4 separate regions of the Sus scrofa genome follow, and regions 2, 3 and 4 are each linked to region 1. A link is a contact called in public HiChIP or PLAC-seq and promoter capture Hi-C data. All regions are on one chromosome and are shown on one strand. Each heading gives the region's core, a stretch centred on a gene start, on an enhancer-like site or on the middle of the called end of the contact. The rest is flanking DNA. Distances are from core to core; before and after follow the strand shown. Region 1 holds the start of CRYL1 (crystallin lambda 1). Region 2 holds the start of ZDHHC20 (probable palmitoyltransferase ZDHHC20). Region 3 holds the start of SKA3 (spindle and kinetochore-associated protein 3). Region 4 holds the start of XPO4 (exportin-4).

Evidence for each region. Promoter capture Hi-C pulls out the DNA fragments that hold promoters and counts their contacts. HiChIP or PLAC-seq counts read pairs in DNA pulled down with a chosen protein or histone mark.
Region 2: a contact with region 1 is called in a promoter capture Hi-C map of fetal liver, with 6 times the contacts expected there. The contact joins the promoter of ZDHHC20 here to the promoter of CRYL1 in region 1. A contact is called at or near these places in 1 of 5 promoter capture datasets (fetal liver), 16 of 47 Hi-C or Micro-C datasets (alveolar macrophages, blood, brain and 9 more) and 2 of 2 datasets of contacts at active chromatin or transcription factors (alveolar macrophages and skeletal muscle).
Region 3: a contact with region 1 is called in an H3K27ac HiChIP or PLAC-seq map of alveolar macrophages. The contact joins the promoter of SKA3 here to the promoter of CRYL1 in region 1. A contact is called at or near these places in 2 of 5 promoter capture datasets (fetal liver and fetal skeletal muscle) and 1 of 2 datasets of contacts at active chromatin or transcription factors (alveolar macrophages).
Region 4: a contact with region 1 is called in an H3K27ac HiChIP or PLAC-seq map of alveolar macrophages. The contact joins the promoter of XPO4 here to the promoter of CRYL1 in region 1. A contact is called at or near these places in 4 of 47 Hi-C or Micro-C datasets (fetal heart ventricle, fetal liver, heart right ventricle and 1 more) and 2 of 2 datasets of contacts at active chromatin or transcription factors (alveolar macrophages and skeletal muscle).

Annotation. Positions count from the first base shown.
Region 1 is chr11:923,716-926,531 of Sscrofa11.1, reverse strand. CRYL1 (crystallin lambda 1) reads left to right here and starts at 1,367. Exons shown (of 8, transcript NM_213881.1): 1 at 1,367-1,448. The coding sequence starts at 1,399.
Region 2 is chr11:1,404,482-1,407,297 of Sscrofa11.1, reverse strand. ZDHHC20 (probable palmitoyltransferase ZDHHC20) reads left to right here and starts at 1,439. Exons shown (of 12, transcript XM_021065450.1): 1 at 1,439-1,687. The coding sequence starts at 1,570.
Region 3 is chr11:1,319,726-1,322,541 of Sscrofa11.1, reverse strand. It overlaps SKA3 (spindle and kinetochore-associated protein 3), which reads left to right and starts at 1,410. Exons shown (of 9, transcript XM_021065445.1): 1 at 1,410-1,701. The coding sequence starts at 1,587. It overlaps MRPL57 (ribosomal protein 63, mitochondrial), which reads right to left and starts at 1,696. Exons shown (of 2, transcript XM_021065451.1): 1 at 1,405-1,696; 2 at 713-1,296. The coding sequence starts at 1,291. The coding sequence ends at 983.
Region 4 is chr11:1,206,728-1,209,543 of Sscrofa11.1, reverse strand. XPO4 (exportin-4) reads left to right here and starts at 1,456. Exons shown (of 21, transcript XR_002336598.1): 1 at 1,456-1,530.

The sequences.
Region 1 (2,816 bases), core at 118-2,617:
GACACACCACAGACTGTGTTTCCATTTGTCAAATGAGGGAGGGCTGGGGCGTTCCAGATTGGGGGTTATAAACAAAGCAGACACAAATGACTCACTTGTGAGTGAACTAAATTCTCATGTCCTTCAGCTAAATACCTCAGCATAGGTCGTCCCGTATCTGCTCAGCAGAAGTGAATCTGACTAGCATCCCTGAGGACTCGGGTTCGATCCCTGGCCTCGCTCAGTAGCTTAAGGATCTGACGTTGCTGAGCTGTGGGGTAGGTCGCAGATGCGGCTCGGATCTGGCGTTGCTGTGGCTTCGGTGTAGGCCAGTGGCCTGGGAACCTCCATATGCCGCGGTGCAGCCCTAAAAAGAGAAAAATAAATAAATACATAAATGCCTCCGAATAAAAATTCTGGTATTTTGTGCAAGGTGACAGAAATACTGTAGAGGAGTATACAAGTGTGTCTCTACATGCAGGTGCGTACAGACACTCCGTTACCCGACTCTGTAAGACACCCCTTTTCTGCTCCCGACCGGGGAAGACAGGAGGGGCTCCGTTTGCCACCCGAGTTGCCGCTCAAGCGCTGCCTAAGGGCCTTGACCCGGAGGACCGGCGTTTCCCTGCTTGTGCGCTGCGGACACGCTGTCACGGGACGTGTGATGTGGCACGGTGACATTTCCTTCTTCGGGGACAGAAGCAGCTCAGGGCCCCGGAGCAGGAAGCACAGCTCCGCGCTGCGGCCCTCCCTGCGGCGGCCCCACAGCCCTCGGCTGGCAGACCGCCCACCCGCGCTTCCTCTGCGGCCCCAAGGCTCCTGGGCCGCGGCCTCACCCTCGGAGAGAGGCAGGTCTTCCCAGAACTGAATGATGAACTGAACTCAGCAGGGTCGGTCCTCGGCTTACGCCTGCGCTGGTCGTGTGGACGGAAGTGGTGCTAAACTCTTCAAACGGGAAGGAAACCCGAGTGATAATTTTGGAGGGTCTTTGAGGGGTCGCGCCTGGTCCTGGCCTGCAGGTGGCCCCTCCCGGTGCAATGACTCTAGGGGCGCGGGGTGGTGGTGGGGGAGTCAAGCAAAGCAAAGCGAATTCCTGGAGCGCGCAGCGGCCGGAGCACGTGGTCCGCCCCCCCCCCCCGTGCGCGCTCCAGGGCGAGCGGAGGGGGACGTTCCGCGCGCGCCCGATGGGCCAGGCCGCTCCCCGCGCCCCCCTCCGTCGCCGCCCCGAGTACAAGGCGCGCCCCCGCCGCCCGGCCCGGGGCCCCTGCGCGCGCGCGCGCGGGGCGTGGAGAGGTGGAGGCTCCGCCCGCGCCCCACCCACGGGCCAGGCCCCGCCGAGCCCTGTCGCCCTTCGGCGCGGGCGGAGCCAGTGCCCGGGTGGCGCGCGCGGCAGCTGTTGGCTCTGGCACGGTGCGGGCCATGGCGTCGTCAGCGTCCTCGACGGCCGACGGGGTGGCGGTGGTGGGCAGGTAAGGGGTCGAGCCTGCGCGCCCGCGAGGGAGGCGGGTGGCCCGGTCGCCACCTGCGCGGGCCGGGGCGCACGGCGAGGCGCGGCGAGTTGGCTCCCGGTACAGCCAGGCTGCGTGCGATGCGGTGGCAGGCGGAGCAGGGACGGTGTCGGTGGGCACTGCGAGTGGGTGAGGGGCTATCGGGCCCCGGGGCCGCACCCGCGTGTTCTCGTCGGAGGGATGGGCGCCCGGGGGCTCGGCGGGAGGGTCACGTGCGGCGGGTGCAGTTTGCCGCCCTGAGATCGGATTGCGAGGTGGGAATGCGCGCCTGGGGGTGGCGACGGCGTCGGATCCGGGGGGGGGGGGTCCCTGTTTGCCGCAGCGTGTGTGTCAGGTTGGCAGTCTAACTTCCGTCCACGGTTTTCTGGTTTGCTCCCATCCTTTTCTTTTTTTTTCTTTTTTTGCCTTTTTCTGAACTTTCATATGGAAGTTCCCAGGCTAGGGGTCCAATCGGAGCTGTAGCCGCCGGCCTACTCCAGAGCCACAGCAACTCGGGATCCGAGCCGCGTCTGCAACCTACACCACAGCTCAGGGCAACGCCGGATCCTTAACCCACTGAGCAAGGCCAGGCATCCAACCGGCAACCTCGTGGTTCCTAGTCGGATTCGTTAATCACTGCGCCACGACGGAACCTCCCCCATCCCTCTTTTAAAACTCCTGCTATTTTCATTTTAAAAACAAGAAAAGAAAGGCGTTTCTGTGCCCCTTCCCGTTGGCAGGCAATGACAGCAATCCGCCCGCTTTTCCACGCTTGCTCTTGATCCTTAGACGCTCCTTCCGGGAGGCTCCAGGTCTGTCGGGCTCCGCTGCCGAGGTCCTGCCTGCCTGGCCCTGGTCACAGCAGGTCCTGAGAACACATCCTTGTCTGGGTCTCTCCTCAGAGCCCATGTATGCAGGGTGCGTGTGCTCTGGGTCAGCATTTACTCGGACAGGGCAATTGTGTGTGTCTGTGTCCCCTCCAGGCACGTGGGTGGGTGGCTGCCTAGCGAAGGAATATAAACAGGTGCACTTTGTGCTGGGTGTGGGCGCCATGCTTGCCTTGCACCTTTTGTCCCGGGGTCAAGTGTCTATCAGCTAGGCCTCGGAATGGTGGCCTGCCAGCTCCCCACAAAGGCTTAGTGACGTTTGGAGCCGACAGTACAGGTGCCCCTCGAGCCACTCGCGGGTCCATTCGCATTGGAAAATCCAGTATAACTTACAGTCGGCCCTCCGTACCCGTGGTTCCTCAGCATCAGCGGTAACTAAGCCTCAGATCCAGGTGCGTCCTGTAGTGTTTACCATCTGAAAACCCCTGAGGGGACCCGCGGAGTCCAAACCTGTGTCCTTCTA
Region 2 (2,816 bases), core at 190-2,689, 480 kb before region 1:
ACCACAGCCACAGCAAGGTGAGATCCAAGCCGTGTCTGTGACCTACACCACAGCTCAGGGCAACACCTGGATCCTTAACCCACTGATCAAGGCCAGGGATCCAACCCGCAACCTCATGGTTCCTAGTAGGATTCTTTTCCACTGAGCCACAATGGGAACTCCTGCCATATATTGTTTTTACGTTTTTGTGAGATTGCTTCATAAAATTAATTTCAGTGAATTCAAGTCCTTATTGTTTTTATTGGCATCCTTTCTCAGTATTAGATTCCACTGTGTTTTGGAATTGTGGTTTAATTCTAAATTTGTGAGTTTGTGGGTTTTTTCCTTCTTCGTTCTTTCCATATTCACAGCTACATGACTTCCGGAAATGGAAACCTCGCCTGAAGTCTTCCCACCTACCTCTAGTGGCCTTTTTTCTCCCCTGGCTCTCAGCTGACAACCAGAACTTTTAAAAGGGCATTTTGAAGTTCCTGGCTGGCAGTAAAAATGGGGATTATGCAGCTCGAGGCCTCAGGCTGCCAGCATTGCTCCAGTACCAGGGTGGAGACCTGCCCCATGGTCTCCAGTCTCTGTTAAAAGCCACCATCCTGAAGGAAGAAAGGTTCTCATACTGCAGTGGGGAAGCATTTGGGCTTACTCATGATTTGGCCAGTTAACACATGATTTGGCACTGGAGCAGCCTGTTTTATGGCCTGTCATACATGTTGTCCACTGTGGTTTGCATGCTTTAACATGAAAGCATTATCCAGAGGCGGAGAATGTCCACTCCGCAGGTAGGGTAAATGCCTCCCCTTCCTGGGACACCAACACCAACACTTCAGCCGAGATAAGGCCCGTTCCAGATGCGGTCACGGACGCAATGTGTGCAGGCAATCTGTCGCTTCTGGAATCCGGAAAGGATACTTGTAGGTTCCTCCATGATTCCAGGCATTATTTATAAATGATTTTCTAGTTTAAACGAATTCTGGAAATTTCAGCCGTCTTGGGGGGGGTGGTTAGGGAGAGGGTTGTTGCCCCATCGCAATTCAATCCCAAATGTGGGTTTCACATCACATTGGCTAAAGGCTTCCATCTTCGAAAACGGAGGGGTTCCGCCCGAATCGCGAGCAAACGATTTCAAAGCGCGGGAGTCCTAATCGGAGAGGTACGTGCAAATCCCAGGGTTTGCAGCCCGCGCGGCTCGCGGGTCCCCGCCGGGAGCCTCCAAGCCTGAACCTCTGTTCACCCGGGCCTCGCCGGACCCCGCGGGCCGCCAGGAGGCGGTGCGCACCACGCCTGCGCGCCCCCTCCGCCCACTTCCGCCGTCCTCTGCCCCGCCTCTTCCGCTGCGGACTCCCGCCCGCGCGGCCCCGCCTCCAGGCCGCGGCGCAGACGCACTGCGGGACTGGGGCGGGGCCGGGCGCGACGCGGCGAGGGGAGGGGTCGCGGCGGGGACGGGGGCGGGGCGCCGAGCAGGGCGCCGAGCCTCCGGGAGCGTCCAAGTCGCCGCCGCCACAGCCGCCGCCGCCGCCGGGGGCTTGGCGCGCCCCGCCACCCCGGGCCGCTGGGTGCCGCGGCCGCCGGCGGAACATGGCGCCCTGTACGCTGTGGCGCTGCTGCCAGCGCAGCGTGGGCTGGGTGCCGGTGCTCTTCATCACCTTCGTGGTCGTGTGGTCCTACTACGCGTACGTGGTGGAGCTCTGCGTGTGTGAGTACCCGGCGGGGCCCCGGAGTCGCCCCGGGCGTCGGCCCCGCAGGCGCGCGCGGTGGGCAGGGCGCTCTCAGCGTCCGCCGGGCCGTGTCCGCCCGAGCCGGGCGCAGCCGCTTGCGACCCGTTTGTTCCGGGAGGCGGCGGGCCTGAGCGGCGGCAGCCGCGGCTCCTCCGCGCCTCCTTCCTGGAAGCCCATCGGGTCCCGGGACCCCGCGGGGACCAGTGTGGGCGACACCGAGGGCAGTTCTCTGGAGGGAGGGGACGCTTGGGGAGACGCGCGCCGTCGGGGCGGAGGACGCGCCTACGCGGAAGCGCCGCGCGGGGACCCCCGTCCCGGGCCCGCGTTGGCGCAGCCCCCGGCGGGCGCTCCACGTGGAAGGGAATGCTCTGCTCAGGTTTGAGGGGACGTTTTCAGACGAAAAATTTTAAGAACATTGTTTCGAACCTATGGAACATTTAATTTCGAAGAAAGCTGTCCCTGCCAGAAGAAGTTAGTTGCGGAACACGTTTTCAAGTCAAGATGGGGCGGTAGTCTGTTGAAGATTGTTTACTTTCCTCCGTTTTGATACCAAAACATGTGTCAGGAATGTTTGAATCAGTTGAAGCTGGCTAGACTTAGGTGTTTCTTAGTTTCTTACAGCTGCTTCCAGAGATGCTCAGAGGAAGGTCCTCAGCTTGTGATGATACTTATTTACTCTGAAGTGAGAGCATTTATTCCCAGTTGTGCCAGTCCTATTTAATTCTGTCCGGTTATTGTACCCTCCCTCTCCCAAGTCCTTAATGGTTTCGAAGCAAAGCCTCTGCAGGAACACTGCAGGGTGCACGTAGGTTGAAGTCGCACGTTTAACCTATAGATGGTCGTCAGAAGTATCAAAAGGAGACATCGAATCGGATGGGAAAGGAACGTGAATGCGCTGGTGGGGATGGAGGGAGCATCTGTCTTTCTCACGTCTCTGAGCAGATGTAGGAAATGAGTGTGACTAGGTCACACGGTTGTTGAGTGGCTACGGAACGTGACTCACGTCTTTCCACCCTGCGTTTACCTGTTACTGAGGCAGGAGGGTCGGCGCAACTCATTGTTTGGTCCTTAGTGGGGGGGGCGTGGCTAAGCTCTTGGGAGGTTAGT
Region 3 (2,816 bases), core at 161-2,660, 400 kb before region 1:
TTGGATATGAGTCCTTCTAGTATTTGTTCATTCTTTTAACTGAAGTTCTTCCAATTTGATGAAGTCTAATTTGTCAAATTTTGGTTTTATGATTATGATCTTGGTACATACTTAAGTAATCTTTGCCTAAACCAAGGTCATGGTTTTCCATGAGAAGTTTTGTAAGTTTTAGGTTTTATATTTAGTCCATGATGTTTTGAGCTAATTTTGGTATATGACGTGAGATGTAGATCAGTTAAAATTTTTGCATATGAATACTCATTTGTTCCAGCACCATGTGTTGAAAAAGATACTTTCTCCACTGAGTTACCTATGTTTCTGTTGAAAATTTTTCGTTGTTGAAAATTAACATAGTGTACTATGTGTGTGGGTGGGTCTGTTTAAAAACTCTCCAGTGTATTCCACTGATACACCTATTTTTATGGCAACACCACTCATGTGATACTTTAGCATAACTCTTGAAATTTACAATTGTTTTGGCAATTCTAGGTCCTTTGAATTTTTTTTTTCTTCTTCTTAGATCCACACCCACAGCATATGAAGTTCTCAGGCTAGGGGTCAAATCAGAGCCACGGCTGCCAGTCTACACCACAGCCACCGCCACCGCAGGTTGCAGCAACACGGGATCCATAACGTAGTGAGTGAGGCTAGGGGCTGAACCCGAATCCTCATGGAGCTAGTTAGGTTCTTAACCAACTGAGCCACAACGGGAACTCTTTGACTATTTTTATTACATTCAGAAGAAGGCTGGCTGAAAGACGGGAACATCTTCAACTGGAGAACTGATTAACTGTATCCCAACTCTTCTTTTTAAACACCTTTTCATTTTAACGTCCGCTTTGACCAGCGCATCTCAGAAGAAAAGGCCGCTCTTAGGAGTAGGTTTGACTGCAAAGGCGCCCTTCCGCGTCCCCGCGGGGCAGGGGCGCCGACGGGCGGGGGCTCCGCGCCGCAGCGGGACTCGCCGCCGGCCGGCCTGGCGTCACGACCACTTCCGGGTCACGAGCAGGTGGCCGAGCTGCTCCTCCAGCCGCCGGTGCGCGGGGAAGCGCGCCGCCTGCGCCGCCTTGAGGGCCTGGAAGGCGGCCGCCCTGCGCACCGCGGCGTGGCCGCGCTCCTGCTCGGCCGTGAGGAAGGGCCGGCTCAGCCAGTACTGGTTCTCCGCCTCGGTCTCCAGGCGGCGGATCATGTTCTGCTTCGCCTGAGCGGAGACGGGCCGCGGCCGCCGGTGCTTCCCGATCCACTGCCGGCCGGGGATGCGGTTACGGCGCAGGAGCGCGGTCAGGAACATGGTGCCTGCGGAGGGAACGGAAGCGGGGAGCTGGCGGCGCGCCGCCAAGGGAAGAGGGGCGCCCCGCCGCCGCCCAGAGCCCCAGTCCGAGCGCGACCGCGCTCCCCACTCACCAGCCGCGCGCCTCGGAGACGCCCTCCGCACAGGGGCCGGCACGACGCCGGAAGCCGGAAGCGCGCCGCCCGCTTCCTCGCGCGAATCCTCAGCTCTCGCGAGAGGAACCTCGCGCGACTCGCGGAGCCAGTGGCGCTTCGGAAGCTGGGATTCAAACGGGCGCGGGCGCTAAGGCCGAGCGATGGGGACGTCCGTGGACCTGATCCGAGGCTTCTGCGGAAAGCTGCGGTCTCTGGCCGTCACCCTGGACGGCGAGACGGCCCGGCTGCAGCGAGCGCTGGACGGAGAGGACAGCGGTGAGTGAGGCTGCGGGAGGAACCCTGTTGACTCGGAAGAGCGCTCTGCGGCGGAGGCTGCGGCGGCGGCGCGGGAGCGGCCGCGTCCTCCCCTCGGTTATCCGCGAGGCAGTCCAGCGCGCTTGCGCAGCCTCTGCCCCGCCCGGAACGCGGCGCTGTGTTTTGTGGAGACGAAAAAAGCAATGGCGCTTAGGAACCAAAGTCGGAATTGAGCAAGCAGGTTGGGCTGATGCTGCCCATGCTCATTTACACGTTGTTCGCTCTCAAGTCACTTAGGGTGTGTGCTTATCCACAGAAACAGAGGAGAGGACGAAATGTTTCTCTTGCAGCGGCTCTTCAGCATTGTTGTCTCGTCCAAATGGTCCACAGCTGCTGTGAATGTCAGTATTTTTCCCAACAAATCTTATTGCCAACCCGAACACTAGTACTCCATACGGCTTTTTAAAATATGAGTAAAGCAAAATTTTCCACCACTAACGTTGTATTAGAGACTTTTTTTTTTTTTTTGTCTTTTTGCCATTTTTTGGGCCGCTCCCGCGGCATATGGAGGTTCCCAGGTTAGGGGTCCAATCGGAGCTGTAGCCCCCGGCCTACGCCAGAGCCACAGCAACGCGGGATCCGAGCCGCGTCCGCGACCTACACCCCAGCTCACGGCAACGCTGGATCGCCAACCCAGTGAGCAAGGGCAGGGATCGAACCCGCAACCTCATGGTTCCTAGTTGGCGTCGTTAACCACTACGCCATGACGGGAACTCTCTGTATTAGAGACTTTTTAAAAAGTTGTTGCGAGAGTAGTTCACATTTTGGAGTTCCCGTCGTGGCGCAGTGGTTAACGAACCCGACTAGGAACCAGGAGGTTGTGGGTTCGGTCCCTGCCCTTGCTCAGTGGGTTAAGGATCCGGCGTGGTGTAGGTCGCAGACGCGGCTCGGATCCTGAGTTGCTGCGGCTCTGGCGTAGGCTGGTGGCTACAGCTGCAATTCGACCCCTAGCCTGGGAACCTCCACAGGCCGCGGGAGCGGCCCAAGAAATAGCAAAAAGACAAAAAAAAAAAAAAAAAAAAAGTGTAGTTCACATTTTGAGATTATTTTGTGTCATCATTGCCTTAAAATATTGC
Region 4 (2,816 bases), core at 207-2,706, 280 kb before region 1:
GTCTGTTGTGTCATAGAAAGGTTCATTTGCGTCATATTTTAGCGTCCACATCCAAGTAATATATTTGTCTTTCTGACCTACTTCCCTTAGTATGATGGGCCTCTAGATTCATCTATGTTGTTGCAAAATGCCATTTCAGTTTTTTTTTTTTTGTGCCTGGTGGCATATGGAGTCTGCGTGGCCAGGTATCACATCTTAGCCGCAGTCTTGATCTAAGCCACAGCTGTAGCAACGCAGAATCCTTACTCCACTTTGGGATTTAACCTGCCTCCCAGCCTTCCAAGACGCCTCTGCCAACCCTGTTTGTGCCACAGCGGTAACTCCCTCATATCAGTCTCTGTCACAGAGCTTATTTACTTCAAGCACAGCTTCTAATGAACAGGTACTGCTTTCACACCAGAGAAAAGTCGAAAAATCATTAAATCCCAACCACCAGTCCTTAGTGAAATATTAGTGAATGTGTTCTATTTGTGAGTCACTAGGTTAACCGCACAACAGAGTAAAAAAGGCCCTTAACTGCACTCACTGTGACCTTGGTAATGAAATAAAAGGTACTTTATTTCTCAAACAATAAAAACCTTGTTAATTCACTTCCTCAAGCTCAAGCTGCAGAGATGCCAAGTTAAGAAACCCATTTTTCAGTGGAGCTAATAATACAGTTCTGTTGCAGTGACAAAAAACCAAAAAAACAAAACAAAAAACCCCCCTCCAAAACATGGCTTACTTTTAACTGGAAAAAGAAATTTCAACAGGACGCTTACAAACACTGAAGTAAAGTTTGACTTTCTGTGTGGCCCCAAGAAGCAGAACGGCCCCCAAAAGTTTACGGTACAGTAGAAGCTTAGAGCAAGTAGATGTCAACTCGGAACAAAACACGCTCCTCGTCCAAACAAGGTTCCTAACGGTTAAAGCTGGTTTGAACTCGGCAGCAGCTGCTCTCAGGTCCAGGGGGAGGGAAAGGGGCTCTGCGATCCGCGGACGGACCTTTCCGCCGGAGTCCACACCTGACATCACTCTGCCGAGGTCCTCGCACAACAAACGCGAGTAGCGCGTTCTCCGAACGCAGGCCTCCAGGCCGGGTTCCTGCCGGTTCGCTGCCGGCGGGGCGGCCCGGAAAGGGAACCGCGGGCACGGGATGCGCTTCCCGGGGGGGCTCGGAGACGAACCCGGCCGCGGGCCCTGCAGGCCGCTTTCCCCGTCGGGAACGCGGCCGCGGCGCAGAGGACACGGAGGGGTCGGAAGCGCCGTCGGGAGAGGCGGCGGGAAGCGCGCCGGGTCGGGCTGGTGCCGGGGAAGCAAGCTCCCGCCGGCCACCCTGACCCCGCGACCTCGCGACCCCGCGTCGACGTCGGCGGCGGCGACGGCTCCGGCGGGAGCGCGCGAGCCCGGGGCGCCGTGCGATTGGCCGGCCCGGCGCCCGCTCCCAGAATGCAGCGCATGGCGCGTCATTGAAGAGAGACCATGATGGCGGCGGCGCTGGGGCCCCCAGAAGTGATCGCTCAGCTGGAGAACGCGGCCAAAGTTCTGATGGTGAGTGGCCGCACCCCCGCGCCCCGCGCCCGCGGCCTCTGGCCACCCTGCCGCTCTCGGCCTTCTCACCCGCCGGGCTGGCGACTGGCCGGGGCCTCCCGGGAGCCTGGAGCTGGAGGAGGCGGCGGTGGCGTGGCGCAGGACTCTTGCCTCCGGCTGTGCGTCCGCCTCTGAGCCCCTTGCCGGACTGTCCCTTCTCCGGGTGTCCGGCGCCCCAGCCGCGCCGCGGAACGGGGGCACCGAAGGAAAGCGGGTTCCTGTGCCACTGCCCTCACCGTGCGGGGTCGAGGGGAGGCGGGAGCCGGGTCGGGGGCTTGTGCGCGCCGCTGGGGAGTCGGTGCAGGCGGCGAAGGGCTGTCCAGGCTCGGGTGCTATTAGCAGCTCCTGTTCCCCTTGTGCCTTCGGGTTCCTGAGGGCGTTCTCCGATCTGCAGCCGCGGCTGGGCAACCGCAGCCGGCCGCACGTGGAAGGACCGACAGGAAGGAGAGAGGAGAGTGTTAGGGACCAAGGTCATTGGGGCAAAACTGGGTTAACTATAGAGCTGCCTGTGGCTCGCGCATTGAGGAGAGTTGGATCTACGGGCCTCTTTGACTTTTTTCTTAAACTACAACACAAGGAACGACTTGGAGTGTAGGTTATTTCTTCAACAGTGCAGGTAAGGCTAAGTCAAAGGATAAAGCCTTCCACGCAGGGAGTAGAAGGAAGGATAAACTGTATTCACCTACTCAGTGAGCTCTGCATTTGCAGGGCCAGTTTTGTTTTTGTAAACCACGACTTTGGTGTTTGTAGATTTTTATTGGAAGTTAGAGGCTTATTTGATTACTTGAATTGAATCAGCCTTTCTAAGAATTGAATGCAGCCAGATTCCTTACTTTTTTGCATCTTCTTTCCCCCTTTGGGTTCCGGTGTTTGGATTATGTGTTCAAGCATCACATTTAAAAAGATTTGAACTAAATCTAGCATCGTTTGTAGTTCTGTTTATCAAGTTTGGTTTTCACGCACAACACCAGGTAGCTCATAAAACTGAGACGTCTTATCAAAAGCAGGATTTACTTGCTGCCTTATGGGCAGAGTAAATTGTTTTATCACAAACTTGACTAGATAACATTTTCAGATTCTTGCAACTTAAGTCTAGAAAAACTTAGCTACTCTTCTCCTTAATATGAGTTTTAAAAATCTCTGCCTTATACCATTTCCTGAAGTAACTGAAAAATTTCCAGGAGCTAAAGGCCCCATATTTTTCAGACTTTGGAAGGAGGCTTTGACCCAAAAAACGGTTGCTTTAG